4 separate regions of the Sus scrofa genome follow, and all the other regions are linked to region 2. Evidence: chromatin contacts called from public Hi-C and promoter capture Hi-C data. All regions are on one chromosome and are shown on one strand. Each heading gives the region's core, a stretch centred on a gene start, on an enhancer-like site or on the middle of the called end of the contact. The rest is flanking DNA. Distances are from core to core; before and after follow the strand shown. Region 1 holds the start of WDR33 (pre-mRNA 3' end processing protein WDR33). Region 2 holds the start of IWS1 (protein IWS1 homolog). Region 3 holds the start of POLR2D (DNA-directed RNA polymerase II subunit RPB4). Region 4 holds the start of SAP130 (histone deacetylase complex subunit SAP130).

Evidence for each region. Promoter capture Hi-C pulls out the DNA fragments that hold promoters and counts their contacts. A called contact is a pair of places that touch in the nucleus more often than the background predicts.
Region 1: a promoter capture Hi-C map of liver shows a contact between it and region 2, with 3 times the contacts expected there. The contact joins the promoter of WDR33 here to the promoter of IWS1 in region 2. A contact is called at or near these places in 2 of 5 promoter capture datasets (fetal liver and liver), 3 of 47 Hi-C or Micro-C datasets (embryonic fibroblasts, heart right ventricle and liver) and 1 of 2 datasets of contacts at active chromatin or transcription factors (alveolar macrophages).
Region 3: a promoter capture Hi-C map of liver shows a contact between it and region 2, with 2.1 times the contacts expected there. The contact joins the promoter of POLR2D here to the promoter of IWS1 in region 2. A contact is called at or near these places in 1 of 5 promoter capture datasets (liver), 4 of 47 Hi-C or Micro-C datasets (embryonic fibroblasts, fetal skeletal muscle, mesenteric adipose tissue and 1 more) and 1 of 2 datasets of contacts at active chromatin or transcription factors (alveolar macrophages).
Region 4: a Hi-C map of liver shows a contact between it and region 2, with 6 times the contacts expected there. The contact joins the promoter of SAP130 here to the promoter of IWS1 in region 2. A contact is called at or near these places in 1 of 5 promoter capture datasets (liver) and 1 of 47 Hi-C or Micro-C datasets (liver).

What each region holds. Positions count from the first base shown.
Region 1 is chr15:59,518,242-59,523,689 of Sscrofa11.1, reverse strand. It overlaps WDR33 (pre-mRNA 3' end processing protein WDR33), which reads right to left and starts at 3,858. Exons shown (of 22, transcript XM_021075457.1): 1 at 3,479-3,858.
Region 2 is chr15:59,820,087-59,824,900 of Sscrofa11.1, reverse strand. IWS1 (protein IWS1 homolog) reads right to left here and starts at 2,112. Exons shown (of 14, transcript XM_021076423.1): 1 at 1,789-2,112. The coding sequence starts at 1,822.
Region 3 is chr15:59,477,400-59,482,367 of Sscrofa11.1, reverse strand. POLR2D (DNA-directed RNA polymerase II subunit RPB4) reads right to left here and starts at 2,737. Exons shown (of 4, transcript XM_021076493.1): 1 at 2,594-2,737. The coding sequence starts at 2,666.
Region 4 is chr15:59,310,986-59,316,350 of Sscrofa11.1, reverse strand. It overlaps SAP130 (histone deacetylase complex subunit SAP130), which reads right to left and starts at 3,950. Exons shown (of 21, transcript XM_021076325.1): 1 at 3,774-3,950; 2 at 2,001-2,118. The coding sequence starts at 2,112.

The DNA of each region.
Region 1 (5,448 bases), core at 2,609-5,108, 300 kb after region 2:
AAAAAGGTCTGTGTGAAATACGGATCCCAGTAGTCATGAGGAGCATTTTCATAGAAAATTCATTCAGTCCCCAACTTTTATAACGCCTAGGTTTTATGAATACAAAAAAAAAAAAAAAAAGGTACTGTACCATATGTCCTCAAAGAGCTGACAAAGTAGTGAAGATACTACTCCAACCAAAACACATTAAGTAGAAATTTACACAAAATTCTTTAATAACACAGGGAAAGGAATAGTTTACCAGAGTAATGAGATTATCAGTAAGTTTTCAACAAAAACAGCTTTTTTTTTTTTTTTTTTTTTGTCTTTTTGCTATTTCTTTGGGCCGCTCCCGCGGCATATGGAAGTTCCCAGGCTAGGGGCTGAATCGGAGCTGTAGCCACCAGCCTACGCCAGAGCCACAGCAACACAGGATCTGAGTCACATCTGCAACCTACACCACAGCTCACAGCAATGCCAGATCCTTAACCCACTGAGCAAGGCCAGGGATCGAACCTGCAACCTCATAGTTTCTAGTCGGATTCGTTAACCACTGAGCCACGAAAGGAACTCCTGAGTTAATTTTTTAAGTGAAAATGAGAAAGAGAGGAATGGGTGAAATGGATACAGGGGCTCAAAAGGTACAAACTTTCAATTCTAAAAGAAGTCAGTTAAGGGGATGTAACAAACAGCATGGTGACTACAGTTAATAACACTATCTTGCATATTTAAAAGTTTCTAAGTGATTGGATCTTAAAAAGTTCTCATCACAGGAAAAAAACTTTGTAGATGTATGATGATGCACTTACTGGGGTGATCACTTTGCAATACACGCTAATACCAAATCACTATGTTGAACAGCTGAAACTAGTTAAAATGTTATGTCAATTATACCTCAATGTTTTATTTATTTATTTGTCTTTTCTGGGCCGCACCCTCAGCATATGGAAGTTCCCAGGCTAGGGGTCTAATCGGAGCTACAGCTGCCAGCCTACACCACAGCCACAACATCGCAGGAGCCGAGCCACATCTGCAACCTACACCACAGCTCACCACAACACTGGATCCTTAACCCACTGATCGAGGCCAGGGATCAAACCCGAAACCTCATGGTTCCTAGTCAGATGCGTTTCCACTGCGCCAGGGTGGGAACTCCAATCATACTTCAATTTTTAAAAAGAAAATGACTTCAATTAAATTCAAGTCACAGAAAGAAAAATGTCAAAATTTACTGAATTATGTAGTAGACACTTCCTTTCACCTTTGAGATAAATATCATAATTAATATTTTTATAAATAAGGAAACTGAAGTTCAGACTGTAACTGACCAACTATGAAAAAGCTAGTTAGTGGTAAGCCTGGTATTCAAACCTAGGTAGGTCTTCTACTGCTAGAACCCTTCCCCTTTCCAATTGTATCCAGCTCTGGGAATGTAAAAGCATTCAAATTTATGAATATAAGGTACAATACACACATGATAAAGTCAGTCAGTCTACCAGAAAATATTAAAATGTTCAAGAACCAGAAAGGATGAGAGTAATGTCTGTAAGATTTTCCAATACTATATATACTTACGAGTCTCAGAGAAACGTTCACTATTCCAAAAGAAAAAGAATTAACTCTAACAAGCAAAAGTTTCAACACAAAATCATGGAATAATGTTTGGCAGAAAACTAGGACAATCTGGAGTCTTAAACAACAAATCTGGAATGCTTAAACAAGCTGTTAAGTTTATGGCATTTAAATAAATATACTTTGATAATGAAAACTTCTAATTTGCAGGCTCTATTTAATACTACCTTATCTAAAAGTTGTTTTTTTTTCCCCCTAAGCAGCCTCAAATGGATTACATAAATACATTCTTGGTGAAAACCTTTCACTATTATCTTTGTCAATATACTGTTATAGTTATAAAGCTTTATTTTACCTTACTTTCTTATTCTGAAATATGAAACCGTTGGAAATTCGGCAATAATCAACATGTTGTATTGGGAAGTAACGGGAAAGTATAGAGGCTTGTTACTTAGCAAAGGACTCTGAATAAGCACCTTAAGTGGTTACCAAAAGTATAACTAAAGCCTTAGCTCAAGACAAAACTGTGATGGCAAAAATCTGTCCTTTACTATTTTCCACCAACCAAACAATGCCAACTTCATAGATAAGGCTTCATTTTTTTTTTCCTAAAGCATTGTAAGGCCAACTTTCTAACCAAATTCTTCCCATAAACTTCAAGAAAAAAAGAGATAAATATGAAACTCCAAGCCTCAGAGCAAACTGGAATCGATAAAATATTTAACCTTCTTGTAGGCAAGAAGATCAATTAAAAAGTGCAATAAAAGATGGGTGTCAAACGCAGTTATTATTAGGAAAAGAAAAAAGACATCAGGAGAACAATTAACATGACTCCTTTAAACTAACAGTCTCTAAAAGTTTTGCCAGAATTAAACAGATGTACCACTGCATCACGTTCACAGGCAAAAACAAACAAACAAACAAAAAAAAAAAAACACTGCGTGGAGATACAGGTAATACTCTATCTCCATAGTGTACTTTAAAAGTCAACTCATTGCTCCCGAGGTATTTCTCATAAATCTTTTTTTTCAAATTCTGATGTCTCCCGAAGTTTCCAACAGCCTACTATCATTTGCTAAGAAATTACTTTAAAACATTCTTGAGAGACTTTTCTATCAAAAACCTGTGCTTTTCTGATTTGATTTAAACAGATCCAATTACGGGAATTCCTATCGACCAGCCTCCTTCTCCTTTCTGCGGAAGAGCTACCAACCACAGGGATTTACAACAAAGTACCAACTTTTTTTTTCTTTCCTTAAAAAAAAGAACGCTTTCTAAGAACCTAAAAATCTAGTTGCCAAAAGGCAACTTAAAATTGGAGATGCGCAGGGAGTTATTAAAGAATTTTCAGAGAACATGATCTAAACCAAACAAAGTAGGAATGTAACTGTTCCAAAGGAGGAACAGGGGTTTTATGCCTGTCAAGCTTTAGATTTATATCTGTGAAAATTGCCGATTTCAAGCCATAATAATTACGAGACTAAACCTTCCGCCGTTTTACAGGTTTCTCATTAACTAACTTCCCGTGACCCCTTCAACCAACCACTCAAAGCCACACTCATTCAACTCTCGGCCCAACCCCTTCCACTCCCGCCCCAAATTTCAGTTTAACGCGCTTCCACCTCCAAACTTCACAGCTTTATCCATAACCTTACTACTACCTACGTCTTCTAGTCGTCACTTGTCCCCAGTCAGAGTTTTAGTCCTACCATGCCCTCCTTTCCCGGTCTGCCGCAAGCTTCCAAGCCCTCCCCCCTAAGTGCTGAAACCGCCACAAAAAGCCCCAGACAGAGATCCTCTCTGCTCTTCCAACCTGTTCCCAAGCGCCCCTCTAGGCCCCCAAAGCACGCAACGGCCGAGATGGAAAATGGCGGAGAGTGCCGCCGCCTGCTGCAGGCGACCGGTCCCGTGCCGCCGCCAGACTCACCCTCCGGGGCTGAGCAGAGCTCCCAATGACTGGCGAGCGAAATGTCGGTCTTCACAGCCGGGAACGTCTCTCCTTCCTGGCCTCCCCCCTCCGCCCGTCTCAATCCCACTCCTCCAAAAGAGCAGCCGCCATCTTCCCCTATGAACCACCGAGCGCACGCCTATGCGTCATCACGCATCGGCATACGCTACTACGTCACGCGCGTCTGGGCCGACGGGCTCTTTAGAGTTCAAACTGCGCATGTGTGCAGGTGAGAGGCGGGACCTTGTTGCAAACCACGTGGCTTCACTGAACAACTCCTTTGTTCCAGCTCAGTGGAGATCGGCGCTGTCTGGAACGAGGAGGAAAGAGGAGCGGGTGGTCTCGCCTGTTTTCTTCACATTGTGAGCTAACCTTGATGCTTTCAAAAATACCCCGGTTTCCAAAATTTGAATAGGAAATTTATTCGGGGTGGTGCTGCAGTCCCGTTTATTCATCCGTGAAATCAGAGCACCTGCCTGAGAATATTTTGAGAATTTAAATGAAGGCTCGGAGTTGAGTCAAGCATACAGTTTTCGTACTTTAGATACCTCTAGGTTATCTCGTTTCCTCACTGAGAGTTGAGACCAGGTTATAAAAATTGAGCCCTGAGGTGCAACCACTTTGGAAAACTTTACACAGTCGCTCCTAAAGTTTAGCATCCCCCCACTCTGAGACTCGGTAGTCCCATTCCAAGAGGGCTGAGTGCATACGTTCACCAAAGGCATGCACAGCAATGTTTAAAGCAGTTTTTTGTTGTTGTTGTTGTTGTTGTTTGTAATAATCACTGGTAACTCAAACGCCCATCAGCAGTTGTGTAAACAAGTTATGATGTGGTCATGCAGTGAGCTACTATGTAGCAACAGGAAATTCAGACATATCTCAGACATACTGCGTGTTCTATTCCCCACAACTGTAATAAAGCTAATATTTAAATAAAGTGAATCACAAATTTTTTGGTATCTAGCGCATATGTTATATTTGCACTATACTGTAGTCTTTAAGTGTGCAATAGCACTAAGTTAAAACAAGTACACACCTTACTTTTAGAAGGCTTTATTGCTAAAAAAAAAAAAAAATCCTTTATCTGACAACGCAGGGTTGCCACAAACTTTCACTTAGTTTTTTTTTTTTTTTTTTAAAGGCAATAGCAGTGAAGCACAATAAAAGAAGGTATGTCTGGGAGTTCCTGTTGTGGCTCAGCAGAAAGGAATCTGACCAGTATCCCTGAGGATGCTGATTCCATCCCTGGCCTCGCTGTGTGGGTTAAGGATCCAGTGTTGCCCTGAGCTATGGTGTAGATCCCAGATGCAGCTCCAATCCCACCTTGCTGTGACTGTGACATAGGCCTGCAGCTGTAGCTCCGATTTGCCCCCCAGCCTGGTAACTTCCATATGCCGTGGGTGCAGCCCTTAAAAGCAGAAAAAACAAAAACAAAAAAACAAAAAAGGTTTGTCTGTAACTACTGATAAATGCAACAAACTTGATGAATATCATAAATTTCCTTCTGTCAGGCACAAAAGAAGACACTGGATGATCCCATTTATAGAAAGTTAAGAATACAACTAAAACAAACAAGTTGCCTTCTAATTTTAGGATAAAAAATTTAAGTCAACATGAATCAAGAATCTTAAAAAAATGTATTACTTTTCATTCTAATTCCTCTTCTAAAAATCTATCCTAAGGATATTCTCAGAAGTGTGCAAAAAGGGAATTCCCATTGTGGCTCAAGAGGTTAAGAACCCAACTAGTTTCCATAAGGATGCAGGTTTGATCCCTGGCCTCGCTCAGTGGGTTAAGGATCTGGTGTTGTCCCAAGCTGCACCAGGGTCTTAGACTCAGCTTGAATCTGACATTGCTGGACCTATGGCATAGGCTGGAGCTGCAGCTCCAATTGACTCCTAGCCCAGGAACTTCCATGGTGCCACATATGTCGCCCTAAAAAAAAAAAT
Region 2 (4,814 bases), core at 863-3,362:
GGAATTAGCAGCGTCTTGGGAGCACTGAGACACAGGTTTGATCTCCAGTTCAGGCCAGTGAGTTAAGGATTCAGCGTAAGGTCACTACCGTGGCTAGGATCTGAAGCCTGGCCCAGGGGCTCCATATGCTGCAGATCAACCAAAAAAAAAGGGTAAAATTGTACTGAGAGGAATGTAGGGCTGTTGGAGGACATGGGAAGCCTTGGTTAGAAAGTTTGATTAAAAAAAAATTTTTTTTTCCTTTTATGGCTGCACCTGTAGCATATGGAATGAAGTTCCTGGGAGAGGGGTTCAATCAGAGCTGCAGCTGAGGCCTGTGCCATAGTCATAGCCAACACCAGATCCAAGCCTCATCTGTGACCTACACTGCAGCCTGAGGCAATGCCAGATCCTTAACCCACTGAGCAAGGGCAGGGATCACACCCACATCCTCACAGAGACAATGCTGGGTCCTTAACCTGATGAACCACAATGGGAACTCCCAAAATAAATAAATTTCAAAAATGAACTATAGACAATTACAAGAAAACCAAAATTTGTTTAAGAATGAAATCACTACATGTTTATGACTACTTAGCTAAGGAGTAAAGCATAAATTTTAATATATTTAATATTTTATTAACTAGTCAATAAAAATTACATTTTAACAGTTAAAATACGGGGGAGAAGAGGGCACAGAAGAGGCTAAAATCCTAGTCCTAGGATAAAAGGAAATCATTTCAAAATGCCTAAAAAAGATGCACTAAGATACAACATAAATTAGGAATACAGGAATAAAACAAAAAACAGCTTAAAAAATGAACATTCAAGGAACTAACTTTTCATGTCTTTCAGCACTTTATATGAAGTACTTGTTTAAAAATAATTTAAAAACACAAATGAAGTGACAACTAATTTGAAAACATAGGAAAAAACGTTTAAAGCAGTATATTGTCATTACTACTCGCCGTCATATAAGGAATTGAAGGTAACTCAAAACAGAAAAGAAGGTAGTTAACGCTCAGAAAATTATTTAAGCACTTTTTGATAAAGAATACTCAATGGAACTAGGACACAAAGGGAAGCAAAAGAAACGTTTTTATTCCCCACGAGATCCTGCCTTATTCGTCTCTTGATCTCCAGTGCCTAGCACAGAGTTAGCGGAGTGGGACAGAGAGCTCGTTGAGTAAACAGGAAAAGAAAAGAGAACAAACTCAAGCGAGGAGAAAAAGGAAAGCTCTCAATGTGAAGGACGGGCACCAAAATCACCAGTTAAGTCCCAGAGATACATATTCTAAAATATGTATACAACTCAAATAAGTGTTCTACATTTTCTTTAATGGGAGAAACTAGTTTGCAGGCGAGATCGAATTAGTCCCAACTCCGAGTGAAACGTCTGGAGGAGGTAAGATATCATACCCTCATATACCCCTTGGATTCTCGAAAAATACTCTCAACTCCTGAAAAGGGGGGGAAAAAAAAAAAAAAAAAAAAAAGTCCCGTATCAGGAGAGACCTTCCCTATTACTTTGCACAAAGAAAGCGCCTAATACCTAGAAGTTACTCCCCAATCTCAACACCTTTAGCCGACTCAGAAGACCGCTGTCCCCCTAGAATCCTCTCTCCAAGATTCCAACTTCGGGGCCCGCAGCCGGTCGGCGGGCTCTCCCCGCTCTGCCTCGGTCCTCTTCGGGCCGAGTCCGGCAAAGGAACGTCTCCGGGGCCTCCCCCTTTTCCCGCCGGGTGCGAGGCCAAGTTCTGCCAAGTAACCACTCCGCCCCCAGCCCTGTATCCTAGGTCCCTGCCCCACCTGACTGGTCGCCGCTGTAATATTCCGAGTCCATTTCAGGCGGCTCTCGGCGGGGAGTGTCTGCGCCCCGCGCCGCCCCCGTCACCTCCTTCCCGGCGCTGTGACCACCGATGGCGCGGCCCGGTGCTCAGAGGCTCCCGCCCGACCAAAGGGTTTGGAGAGTGCGGAGAATAAGGCAACAGGCAGCGGTAGAACCCTTTGATCTAGAAATCCCAGCAGCAGAGGCCCAACCCGGCGGGCGGGCAAAGCGTGTGGGTCAGCGCTCTACTTCCCAGAAGCACCTCTAGGGCCAAAATGGCGTCTGCCCACGACCCTCAAAAGAATGCAGTGCGCAAGCGCCGTCATCTGTCACCCGGCCAATGAGAAGACGCGACGGTAATAACGCACGGCACGGCCGGAAAGGAGACTAGTGGGAAAATAGAGCGGGAGTCGAAACTGCAGTTTAAAACCTCCCTTTGGAGGAACCTATCTCTGGTTCCCATGGAGATGATAATATTACCTTATTGGCTCTCCGTCTGCGCCTTGTTTGAGGATCTTCCGAAAAATGAAGACCCGCTAAAATTAAAATTTCCATGCTACGGTAATTAACTATCGTTCCCGTCATGCAGCGAGGCTCTTGATTCCCGCCTTTAGTACGGGGAAGCAGTGTCGCATTGCTCTCTGGGACTTGTGGTTCCAAGCCTAACGCGCTATGATGCTTTACTAAGTGGCATGATCAAAAGAGTCTCTTTTCAAGGCATTTTTCTTCCTTTCTAAAAAAACGACTGAATTTCCATATTAAGAAGCCTTTTGGTCAATGATAGGAAGTACAGGGTTTTGCATCCAGAAGGGCCCCTGGATGAAATCTTGGAGAAGAATAACATTTTTGAACCTTACTTGAGCCTTGTAAGTGCTTTCCTTGAGCCCTGTATACTCCTGGGAAACAGCAGTGGTTAAGATACTTACAGACCTGTTCAACTCACTGTAGAGTAGTACCATTCTTCTCCTTGTCTCTTAAGTAAAACTCACTCTCTGCTCTTTTTCATGAGTTCCATAAGACTTACAGAAGACCCACTTGCTTACCTGTGACAAGGTCAAAGACCTTTCCCCTTCTTCCTGAACCTGCTCATAAGGGCAGGTTCAGACCCCTTCAATTTCCTGTTCACATCTTTGCTCTTCTAAAACTAGCTAGATACAGAGATAAGCATATTCTGTTTACTTGACTGATATTTCCTGACTGCAAGTCAATCCATAATTTTTTCTACCTTCCTCCCTATGAAAGCATAAAACTATCCTGCGTAGACAAACTGATCTTCATATCTGGAGTGCTCTTCATTTGCAATACTCGGAATGAAGTCTATTTCCTTGCTTGATTGTTTTTGTCTTAAAGAGGACGACGTTATTGCCTTTTAATTGGAGGAGGGCCAGGGGAAGTATAAGCAAATATTTATTTCCTAGGAGGTATAGCCTTGCAGAAATAGGGCCTTTTGTTAGTTGACAAAGCATATATCTTGGACTGGGTTTCTGGGCATGCCTAGCCTATTATAAGGTCTCAGGTGGTGCCCTGAAAGGTCCACCTCATACGGTGGAGTTGAGATATGTGAATTCTCTGGTGCTGGCTATGCTATGAATTCTCAGAATGCCATTAGTCAAGCTACATCTCAGCTTTGATAACCCTGGAATACTTTGTTAGCCGGTCAGAATATGCTGGCAGAACCCAATGCTAGGCTCCAGAAAAGAACATGGAAAGAGAAGAAAGAAAGATGGATGGTTTCTCTCTGGAAATTCTCATTTTCTTGCAAGAGAGTTCATGGGCATTCTTTCCCCTGTATGGTGGAAATTAGGTTTTAAATTCAAGTCTGCCCCTTCAGAGGTAGGAATGACATCTCAGGCTGTTTTGAGAATTGTGAGAGCAAGGAATTAACAGTGCCTGGAACCAAAGGCACAAAATTAAATATTCATCTAATAGAAGAAGTCCCAGTATCTAAGTTCTCTTTTAAAGAGAATGGGTGAGACCATACCTATGTAAATTAAGGCAGAGTGAACAGGGCAGAAGTCCAGGAATTGGTTCAATGAAAGGGAACGCAGTGTAAATCCTGCCAATAAAGATCTTGTTACTTCACCAAAGGTACAAGATCAACAGTCATGAAAGTAATTGGGCTAAATAATGCAATTACAAGAGGATTAGTATTTTTATTATTTTTTTAATTGTATTACATTTATAGGTGTACAACAATCATCACAATCAAATTTTATAGCATTTGCATCCCCCCACCCCTGAACCTGTCTCATTTGGAAACCGTAAGTTTTTCAAAGTCTGTGAGTCAGTATCTGATATGTAGTACTAGGCAACAGTCTTAAGTATTTCCTTTTACATGGTTTCTTTCTTTCTTTATTATTATTTTTTTTTGCTTTTTTTTAATTACTCAAATCAATTTATCACATCTGTAGTTGTATAATGATCATAACAATCTGATTTCACAGGATTTCCATCCCACAGTCCAAGCATATCCCCCCACTCCCCAAACTGTCTCCTCCAGAGACCGTAAGTTTTTCAATGTCTGTGAGTCAGCATCTGTTCTGCAAAGAAGTTCAGTGTGTCCTTTTTTCAGATTCCATATGTCAGTGAAAGCATTGGATGTTGGTGTCTTATTGTATGGCTGACGTCACTTAGCATGATAGTTTCTAGGTCCATCCATGTTGCTAAAAATGCTGGTATTTCGTTCTTTTTAATGGCTGAGTAATATTCCATTGTGTATATGTACCACATCTTCTTGATCCACTCCTCTGTCAATGGACATTTAGGTTGTTTCCATGTTTTGGCTGTTGTAACAAGAGGATAATTATTGAATTTTAGCAAAAAGTTCCTAACTGACATGGTGGTGTGGAGAACGGAAAGATAGAAGCTGACTGAACACACAGTAATGTGCTCAGCCCCAGAAGGCTGTGAGGAAATGTCAAATCTATTTATTGTACTCAAGAAACCAGTACCTTACACAAGACACACTTTTGAAATAAACATTGTGCTTAGTTAAAGCTTTATTCTT
Region 3 (4,968 bases), core at 1,488-3,987, 340 kb after region 2:
GCTGCACATATGGCTAAAAAAAAAAAAAAAAAAAATCTGTAATTTTTATAGCAAAATCCTACATTTGCAAAGAAAAAGAATGTACATGTATGTATTCATAAATGAGCAGTTTAGAAACTTTACAGTAGTTTCCTCAGGGTGAAAGGGAGGGGAATTTCACATTTTACTATGGATATAGTAATTTTTTATTTTATTTTTTGCTTTTTAGGGCTGCACCTGTGGCAAATGGAGGTTCCCAGGCTAGTGGTTCAATCGGAGCTATAGCTGCTGGCCTATACCACGGCCACAGCAACATGGGATCTTAGCCGTGGGACCTATACCATAGCTCATGGCAATGCCAGATCCTTAAGCCACTGAGTGAGTGAGGGATTAAACCTTATCTTCATGTATACTAGGCAGGTTTGTTGCTGCTGAGTTACTTGGGAACTCCTAAGATACGACATTTTAAAATCTTAAGCTTTCTAGGAGTTTCTGTCATGGCTTATCGGAAACAAATCTGACTAGGAACCATGAGGTTGCGGGTTTGATCCTTAGCCTCGCTCAGTGGGTCAAGGATCCAGTGTTGCGGTGAGCTGTGGTGTAGGTTGCAGACGTGGCTCATATCTGACATTGCTGTGGCTCTGGCGTTGGCCAGCAGCAACAACTCCCGTTAGACCCCTAGCCTGGGAACCTTCACATGACAAAAGTGCGGCCCTAAAAAGACAAAAGGCATTTTATTTATTTTTTAATAAATAATATCTTAAGTTTTCTACTCATTTTGGGTTTCTAAATTACAAACTAAGTACATCACACTGCACAAAGGAAGTTTCCTGATAGCAAAAATGTGTTTTACTTGCTGCCACGTGACAAAGATTCTCTCTCTGACCAAACTCTAGGCAGAATCCTTTGCACCCTCTTCTTGGCTAGGACTCAACTTTGGCCCACAGACTTGAACAAAACACTAACATGATTTCTAACAGCTCAAGATTACATGATTTCTAACTGCATTCCTGGGATGAGTCTAGCTCCTTTAAAGTAACTGCCTATAACAGGAACTATACTATAAGTAGCTCCAGTTGTGGCTCAGCAGTAATGAACCCAGCTAGCATCCATGAGGAATCGGGCTCGATCCTCAGCCTTGCTCAGTGGGTTAAGGATCCAGTGTTGCCGAGAGCTGTGTGTGGTGTAGGTCACAGACGAGGCTCGGATCTTGTGTTGCAGGCCAGCAGCTGCAGCTCGGATTTGACCCCTAGCCTGGGAACTTCCATATGTGGCCCTAAAAATCAACAAAATAAAGTAAAATAAAATAAAATAGCTGCCTATGAAAACTAAAGGCTGCCAAAATAATTCACTATTTATTCCAGCCACCTCCTGGAGATAGAGCCCCCATCCCCAGCCCAGAGCAGAAGTGGGAGGGTAGGAACCTGATTTTTTGGTGTTCCCGTCGTGGCACAGTGGAAATGAATCCGACTAGGAACCATGAGGTGGCGGGTTCAACCTCTGGCCTTGCTCAGTGGGTTAAGGATTTGGCATTGCTGTGAGCTGTGGTGTAGGTCACAGACACGGCTCGGATCTCATGTTGCTATGGCCATGGTATAAGCCAGCAGCTGCAGCTCCGATTAGACCTCTAGTCTGGGAACCTCCATATGCTGCAGGTGCGGCCCTAAAAAAAAAAAAAAAAAAAAAAAAAAAAATTATTATAGTTGATTTACAGTGTTCTGTCAATTTTTGCTGTACAGCAAAGTGACCCAGTTATACATTTATACACCTTCTTTTTTTCACGTTATCTTCCATCATGTGTCATCACAAGGGATTATACACAGATCCCTGTGCTATACAGCAGACTCTCAGGAGCCTAATTTTCCTAAGTGACAGTTAACAAATCCAAATGGGTTTCAAACTGACCAACTCTTCTCTTCCCATTTTTCTTTTAATAATGATTTTTATTTTTTCCATTAGAGTTGGTTTACAGTGTTCTGTCAATTTTTTACTATACAGCAGAATGACCCAGTCACACATGCACATATATATTTTTTCTCACATTATCCTCCACCATGCTCCATCACAAGTGACTAGATATAGTTCCCATTTCTACACAGCAGAATCTCACCGCTTATTCACTCCAAATGCTATACTTTGTTCTTCCCATTTTTCGTAGTTTTTCACTTCCCTGACCCTAGTAAGCCCCGCTCACCTCTCCCTATTCCCTCATTCTCTCTTTAAAACGTTCAGTCACCTCTCTACAAATCCAAGTTGGGACTAGTCTACGCTTGACTCTTTTCTCTACTGCAATGGTATATTACTGATTAAAATCGGTCCTGACCCCTTTAGTGCCGGTTTTATCTTTGACACATCCCTCCAGAACTTCGCAGAGTTTATCAGATAAAACGAATTACTTAAACAGGAGTAAGAGGCCGCCCAGAGCCAGTGCGGAGTTGGGCGCCGAAGGCTCCAGAGCGGTAGGTGTGCAATCAAGCTGGCCTGCTCTCACCGTACCGCTCCCCGCTGGCCTGCATCCCCCTCCTCCCGGCCCTTCGCCGCGCCCGCCAGCCCCAGCTAGGCCTACGCCAACCACACCGGACAACCGGGATAGTCGGGAAGCCCCAGGCCGCACCTTTGGGAAAAATGAGTTGTGAGGCATCCTCCTCTACATCACCAGCCCGCGGATCGCTGCCACCAGCCGCCATTGACCTGCCACGAACCTCCACTCGCACCGCCGGAAACGGAAGCGCCGATCCACGAAACACAGCACGGAAGGGGCGTGGTTTCGGAGACAGGGCGGAGTCCGAATAGGGTTGAGCAGGCCCCCACATGTGGGCGGACCCTCTGGGCTGGGCGGAACCTCTGGGCTGGGCGGGACCTGGATGGGGCGGGCGAAGCTGGGAGGCGGCAGAGAGGAGTGAAGCGACCTTAGGCTGCTCCCAAGGAAGTGGAAAGGAGCCCGAGACCGGGATTGCGGGGCTCACTCATCGCCGAGGGGCCGTCCTGCACTGGCCTCGCGGGAGAAGCCATCCTCGCCTCTTCCCCCGTACGCCCTTCGCCGCGCGGCGTGGCGACCGGTCGCTATACCTCTCTGAGGCTCAGTTAACTCACCTGTGGGGTGTGGATGAGAATACCTGCCTCCCAGGGCAGAGGGAAGGATTAGATGAGATGCAGGAACGCGCGGTTCCGAGCAGCTGGAACGAGAGGAACTCTCCTTGATGGGAAGCTGGGTAGGTGACTGAAAACGTATGATTTCCTTTATAGCCTTAAGCATTTAAAATTTTTTATTTGTAGTGGATTTTTCTAATACTTCTGAGCACGTGGATAGTGATATCGAGAGGCCTGATGGAATATTTGGGTGATACTTAGAAAACTAAGCAAATGAAAAATGATTTTGTTTCCAATGTGAGAGAAAACAGATGGTTGTACAGTGAAAGGAATAATCATAGTGCACTACTTGGCTCAGCAATGAACAGTGCTTAAGTATCATGTAAACTCTGCTAACAAAAAAAGGCATTACCAGACAAGACTAATTTTTACAAAATTAATTTGCCTTTTTTTAAATTTAATTTTTATTTATTTATTATTATTATTATTATTTTGTCTTTTTGCCATTTCTTGGGCCGCTCCTGCGGCATATGGAGGTTCCCAGGCAAGGGGTCTAATCGGAGCTATAGCCACCAGCCTACGCCAGAGCCACAGCAACGTGGGATCCAAGCCGCCTCTGCAACCTACACCACAGCTCACGGCAATGCCGGATCGTTAACCCACTGAGCAAGGCCAGGGATCGAACCCGAAACCTCATGGTTCCTAGTTGGATTCGTTAACCACTGCGCCACGACGGGAACTCCTAATTTGCCTTCTATCTGTATTTCCAAAAGAGATGTATTGGGTAAATCAATGGTAGTTTATATAGTATTGGCAGAGCTTTTTACTGCTTCAAAGTGCTTTCCTACACAATCCAACAGAGCTGTGGATTGATGTTCTGATGAAGAGGCTGGGGACAGGTAGCTGCTGGGTATGGGAGGTAGTTCTGAAGCTCAGTGTAGGCCTCTTTCTCCCATTTAGCCACCCAGCAGGACTTTACAGAGTACCTACTGCTTACCGGACCTCATCATGTGCTGGCCCCAAGGCTAGCTGGATCTTCTGCACACACACAGCAGGAAAGAAGTCAACAGGTGAAGAAAGAAGAAAAGAGGATAACAAATACATCCAATAACGTGTCACAGGGTGATTTGTCCACATTTTCATTCAAGAAACCATAAATACTTATGTGCAAGGCCCTGAAGTTAAAAAGGTGAATCAGTCCTAGAGCTGTCCCCAAAAGGAGCTCTCTACAGGTAGTTGATGCAAGACCTGGACTTACTTTTCATAATGACAGACAGAAAGTGGCAAGTGGTCTGAGAAGTAAGGAAGCATACAAAGAGGTCATCACATTGCTCAGGAGCTACTACGGTTCTTTTTTTTTTTTTTTTTTTTTTTTTGTCTTTTTGCCTTTTCTAGGGCTGCACCCGTGGCATATGGAGGTTCCCAGGCTCGGGGTCGAATTGGAGCTGTAGCTGCCAAGCCTATGCCAGAACCATAGCAATGCGGGATCCGAGCCGCATCTGCAACCTACACCACAGCTCACGGCAACGCCAGATCCTTAACCCACTGAGCAAGACCAGGGATTGAAGCAGCAACCTCATTGTTCTTCGTCGGATTTGTTAACCACTAGCCAGGACAGGAACTCCAATGGTTCTTTGTACAGTATTGGTCCAGTCAAGTCCTTCCACTATCCCAGTGAGTGTGCCTTTCAAAAGCAGATATTTATACCAAGGTCACACAGACCCTGGATTGATATACCCCCCAAAAAGAATGATATGGAATTCCATGCTGTTTACAGGTGGAATTACAGAAATGGAATACTCATCTCTAGAATCATTTCTCTTGAAGAAACAGAATTCCTCTCACACAGTCGGTCTGTGGTTAACCAGTCGTTTGTAATGTATCTCCAAATTTATCATC
Region 4 (5,365 bases), core at 2,701-5,200, 510 kb after region 2:
TGGCAGGAGTCAGAAGTTCCTTGGCCAGGGATCAAACCTGAGGGGCTGCTGTAACCAGAGCCATGACAGTGACAACACTGGGTCCTTAACCTGCTGAGCCACAAGGAAACTCAGAGGAAAACTTTTATTTCTTAAGAGCAACTGAAGGAGAAAAATACTTACATATCTCAGAAGTAAAATTAGAGACAATTTTGGTCTAAGTCAATGATTTCCTTCTCAGCAAAATTTGAGGACAATTACTGCTAACAATTACTGGTAACTCTTTTAAATGAGCTGTTTAATCCCTTGCAAAGAGATGTTCAAAAATTCTCTTTAGTGATGCTCCTTTAAATTATTCCACTGTGATTTTATACCAAAGACAAAATATTGTCTAAAATATTTACTAAGGAGTAAAGAACTTTCAGTGACTCTGTGAGAATGTGTTGACTTCTACACTGTGGCAAGTATAGCCACACATAGGAGCATGGACAGATGCGTCCTGACCATTCTAGGAGGAGATCCCACCCTGAATTGTTGTGGCTAATGAAGTCCGCAAAGACTTCTCAAGAAGGTGACATCTGAGATGAAACCTCAAAGAAGAACAAAGAATTAGTCAGATAAGTAAGTGTGGAAAGGAAGAAGACTGCGGGGGAGAAAAAAAAAACAAAATAAAACACCCCCAAACCAGAATATTTGATGTCCCCAGATCAAGAAAATTAGGAACTTTTTATCATTCATTCAGAAAATATGAGTAGCTACTGTTAAGCAGGAGGAATAAAGGAGCTTACACATACTTTCAGTCTAAACAGAACTAAAATAAATTTGTAACAAAAATGAAACTGGCAGGAAGGAGAAAAAGTAATAGAAAATGAGGCTGAAACATTAAACAAAGGGCCACAGTTCACAGGTAAGAGACAAAGACAGAACATTTTTTTTTTTTTTTGGTCTTTTTGCCTTTTCTAGGGCTGCTTCTGTGGCATATGGAGTTCCCAGGCTAGGGGTCTAATCGGAGCCATAGCCACAGGCCTATGCCAGAGCCACAGCAACTGGGGATCCGAGCCGCGTCTGCAACCTATACCACAGCTCACAGCAACGCCAGATCGTTAACCCACTGAGCAAGGCCAGGGATCGAACCCGCAATCTCATGGTTCCTAGTCGGATTAGTTAACCACTGCACCATGATGGGAACTCCAAAGACAGACCAATTAAATAGGATGCCCGAGTTTCTGGTTTGAGCAATGAGTAGATGGTAGTACCATTTACCAAGATAAGGAACAAAGAAATTAGGCAGTAAAAAAAGGAATAGAAAAAGGAGTATTTTTATTTCATTTTGTAATGTCATCTTTTTGATACATATAACAGATTATTTGAAGGAGTAGCTAGATTTCAGCACTGTTGACTGGACTGGATACTTTGTTGTAGGGGGCTGCTCTGCGCAGTGTAGGATGTTGAGCAGCACCCCTGGCCTATAAATATCAGACGCCAATAGCACCCCCTACTTGTGACAACCAAAAATATATTCAGACACTGCCAAATCCCTAGGGGGGCAAAATTATCACCAGCTGAGGACCACTGATCCACAGAATTCAAAGAGTGTACAACTAAAAGCCAAGATAAATATACATGTATAAATATCTTAAAGATAAAGATTTTTTTTTTCCTAGATAGTAAGCACCTAAAAGGCAAGACCTATGCATTATATACTTCTGTGCTCCCTCATGGCATTACTATTATACCCCTGAGCCTTAATTAAATTAAATATGAACACATTAAAATATTTTAAAAATAGTTCTTGTAGATGTGGTTTACTATACGTTTTATGTACACTCTGGTACATGTGAATCAAGCAGTTAAAAAAAGGGGAAAAAAGTCTCATTTATGTTAGAATTGTAATATATTCTTTCTTCAAATTCAATAACCTAGTATTCACTCAGATCCCACAAGGAATTTGCTAATTTTTAAAGTAGAAAACTGTCAATATCTTTAAAGCAGGAAGCAATATAGAATATCACACGTCTCACCTGTGGCAGCTGGGTTTATCAATCCTGCAGAACCACTGTTGGCTATCTGTGAAGGAGCCTGGCTTAGCCCGGTGGAAGGGGTTCCTAACCGAGGAAACTGTTGAGAACTCATTTCCACCTGCAGTGCATAGTCATATGGTTATTACTGGATTCTGAGATTGTAACCAATAATGAAAATTAAATCATCTTTAGTGCCTATATCTTCCCTTAGAGGAGCAAATGCAGCATCATTCATCTAAAACAGCACTTGTGTTCAACATTCAGTGCATAAATGGTCTAACTTCTTTAAGTTTCTGATGTACATAGGTTCAGTTAATGGCAAAATCGTAAAATCGTTTACATGGTTCTGAGAGATATTGTGACACCTCCCCCAAAAATACTTGTGGACTGCCACACTAAAAAGTCCACATTGCATCCTGTACAACAGTCACACGACAGGTATTAACGCAACATTTATGTAAACATGTAAAGTTTCCTGACAAGTGGCATGTGCCTTTGAAAGACTTAAGCTTCATACCAAGGTGAATTGAATTGTCATCAGTGTGTCACAGGAGAAATTGAAGGCAGAGCCCTGTCCTAAGACGGGATCAGAAACCTTACATCAAGACCTGACGCAAAAGGGATTTTCAATGCTATCCTGCACAGGCTCCATTTACAGATTTCTCTCCGACCCCCCCATCTCCCGCCCCTTTCACAGACCCCAGCTCAGCCAAAAGGAACTGAGACCTTCACCACCTTCTCTAAAATCTACCCCCACTTTTCGCTCAGGAGCCAAGCTCTGCCGATATCCCTGATTAGCCCGCAATCCTACCCCCCACCGTGAAGCCCACCGCCGAGATCAGAGAACACAGGTCTCCTGATACTTCGGGTCTCTGAATCCTCTGGAGAGGGGGGCAGGCGTTCTGAGGAGCCCCAGGACCAGTGTGCCTCTTTACCTGCAGCCGCCGCCCGCCCCTCCTAATTCAACCTCGCCGGGCCGGGGGTGCTGCGGAGGACCCAATGCGGTGGCAGCGCTGGGCTCCGAGATCGCGAGGACCGCTCGTGCCGCAGCGCCCCTCGGGCCCGTCGCTGTCCAGTCCCGCCGACCCCACTCACCCCGGCCCCCCGGCCGCCGCTCTGCTCCAGTCCTCTTCCCCGAACCTGCTCCTACCTCCCCCGCCCGCCCATTGGCCCCACGCCGGGTGCGTCACTCCAGGGCCTGCACCAATCCACCGCGGCCTGCGCGCTGTGATCCCGCCCCACCCTCCCGCCGACTGCCAGCCAATCAGGCGCGAGCCTCGCCAGGGCAGCCCAAACCCCCGAGGAAGAGCCAATGGCAGAGGAAGACAAGAGCTGCCGGCGAGAGGGGCGGGGAGCTGGGAGGCCCCGCCTCGGTCGGGGTCTGAAAGCGGCGGGCGCAGGGCCCGGATGTGGAGAGTCACTTTAAACTGCTCCAGGAGCCAAACTCCCTGGGCCGCCCGCCCGCCCGCGCTCCCCCGGCCTCTCAGCTTCCCCGCCAAGGCCCACGCCCGCCACGCCCCCAAGCCCAACTCAGCCCAGCCTTCCCGACGGCTTTCCATTCCTTGTCGCAGGACACCCGGCCCCTGCAGCCGGCCCAACTGCCGTGCTCAGTTCACGAAAGAGTACAGGTCCGCGCCGCAGAAAACGAGGCACCGCTGCCCTTCTCTGGGGACGCGCAGCGGGACGGACGCTGCAGCCCGGCTCGGCCGCCCCGCCCCCTCGTCTCCTCCCCTCCCCTTTCCCTCCCCTCCTGGGCGCACGTCCCGCCATTACCTGAGTGCTGCGCCGAGTGGCCGCCTTGCCGCCTCGAGCTGGTTCCCGTGCGCTCTCCGCCTGCGGAGCCGACGTCCTCGGGCTCCAGGACCCGCCGCCGCCGCCGAGGCGCTAGCACTCGGTCCCCCACCCCTCTGCCCAGCGCCGCTGCTTCCGCCGCCGTAACGAGCCTCTCACCCACTGGCTGGGGTAGGCCCCGCCCTCATCCGGGAAAGCCAATCACCGTTCAATATGAGTGGAGAGCGGACGGGCCTGCCCCTCGGGGCTGCAGAGGCCTCTGGGAAAGGTAGTTCTGGTGCTGAGAAGGCGGGCCTGGGCGGGGCGTCCTGGCGACCCGGCCGAAGCAACACACCCCTTAGCTATTTAGCGACGGTTCTGCCGTTTTTCTTTGCCTAGTGAAAAGCTGCTACCCTTTTGCCTCATGTGATGGCACCAGGTTTCATTTTTCCGAGGGAGTTGCGGCGCGGGAATAGGGTAATGGAGGCCGACTGCAGCGTACCGAAGGGGCCGCAGGCAGGGCTGAGGGTTTTCCGGACTGTACTGGATTCTCCGCGCTGCGTGTGGGACTTGATGTCCCCATTGAGGCCATGACCCGCGAAGCTTGAGCGTCATGGGAGGCTCGGGTGCACGGAAACGAAGGGACTCAGTCGGGTTTGCACTGGCCTCGCTGCGTGGGGAACTTGGCCGGGAGCCGAGCACACTCGGGTTAAAGCGGGCTCGGAGAGGTGCCTTTGGCGCAGGACTCAGGCGCGGTGCACCTGCTCAGACTTTCCGGATTACGGAGAAGCGGAGGGAGGTGGTGGTGATTTGTTTTGTTTGGGGTAGAGTGTTGGAGTTATACGGCTGTGGAAGTCTTAGCCAAAGCTGCGAAAGCAGAATGAGTCTGATACTAGAGATTATGTCCCTCCGCCAATCTTCCTAGACGGTAAATTAGTCTGGAGTTTTGCGATAGGAAATAAATGGGGCTCAAATCCCTTCTTCCTTTCGTGCACAGCTACATTCTTAGTACAAAAAGGGCAGCTCAAGGCTATGCCCCCTCTCCTTTCTCAAGACATCTTCCTTTCTAACACTCTTCCCTTCTCACATTTCTTCTATAAGTAACTGACGTGATATACTTTAGCCATCTCTCTCCTAGACTCTGCCTGCTCCTGCCTCTTCTTACACTGCTCCCTCCACTAACCTACTCACCTTCACTCAGTGGTCCTTGCTTAGTTTAAGAGCAGGAATTCCTCCTTAAAATGGTCTTCCCTTGGCCTCCAGAACCACACTCTCTCCTGATTCTTCTTCTGCCCCTATTCAGCTGTTTTATACTTCTCTTTTCTCCAAGGCTCCGACCCTCTCTTAATGCTACACTATCTTCCTAAGTAGCTTAATACACTCTCACAATTTACAGCATCATTCTTCTGCATTTTTTTCTGTCTTTTATCTTTTTAGGGCCGCACCTGTGGCACATAGAGGTTCCCAGGCTTGGGGTCTAATCAGAGCTATAGCTGCCGGACTATGCCACAGCCACAGCAACGTCAGATCTGAGCCACGTCTGCGACCTACACCACAGCTCGTGGAAACGCCAGATCCTTAACCCACTGATGGAG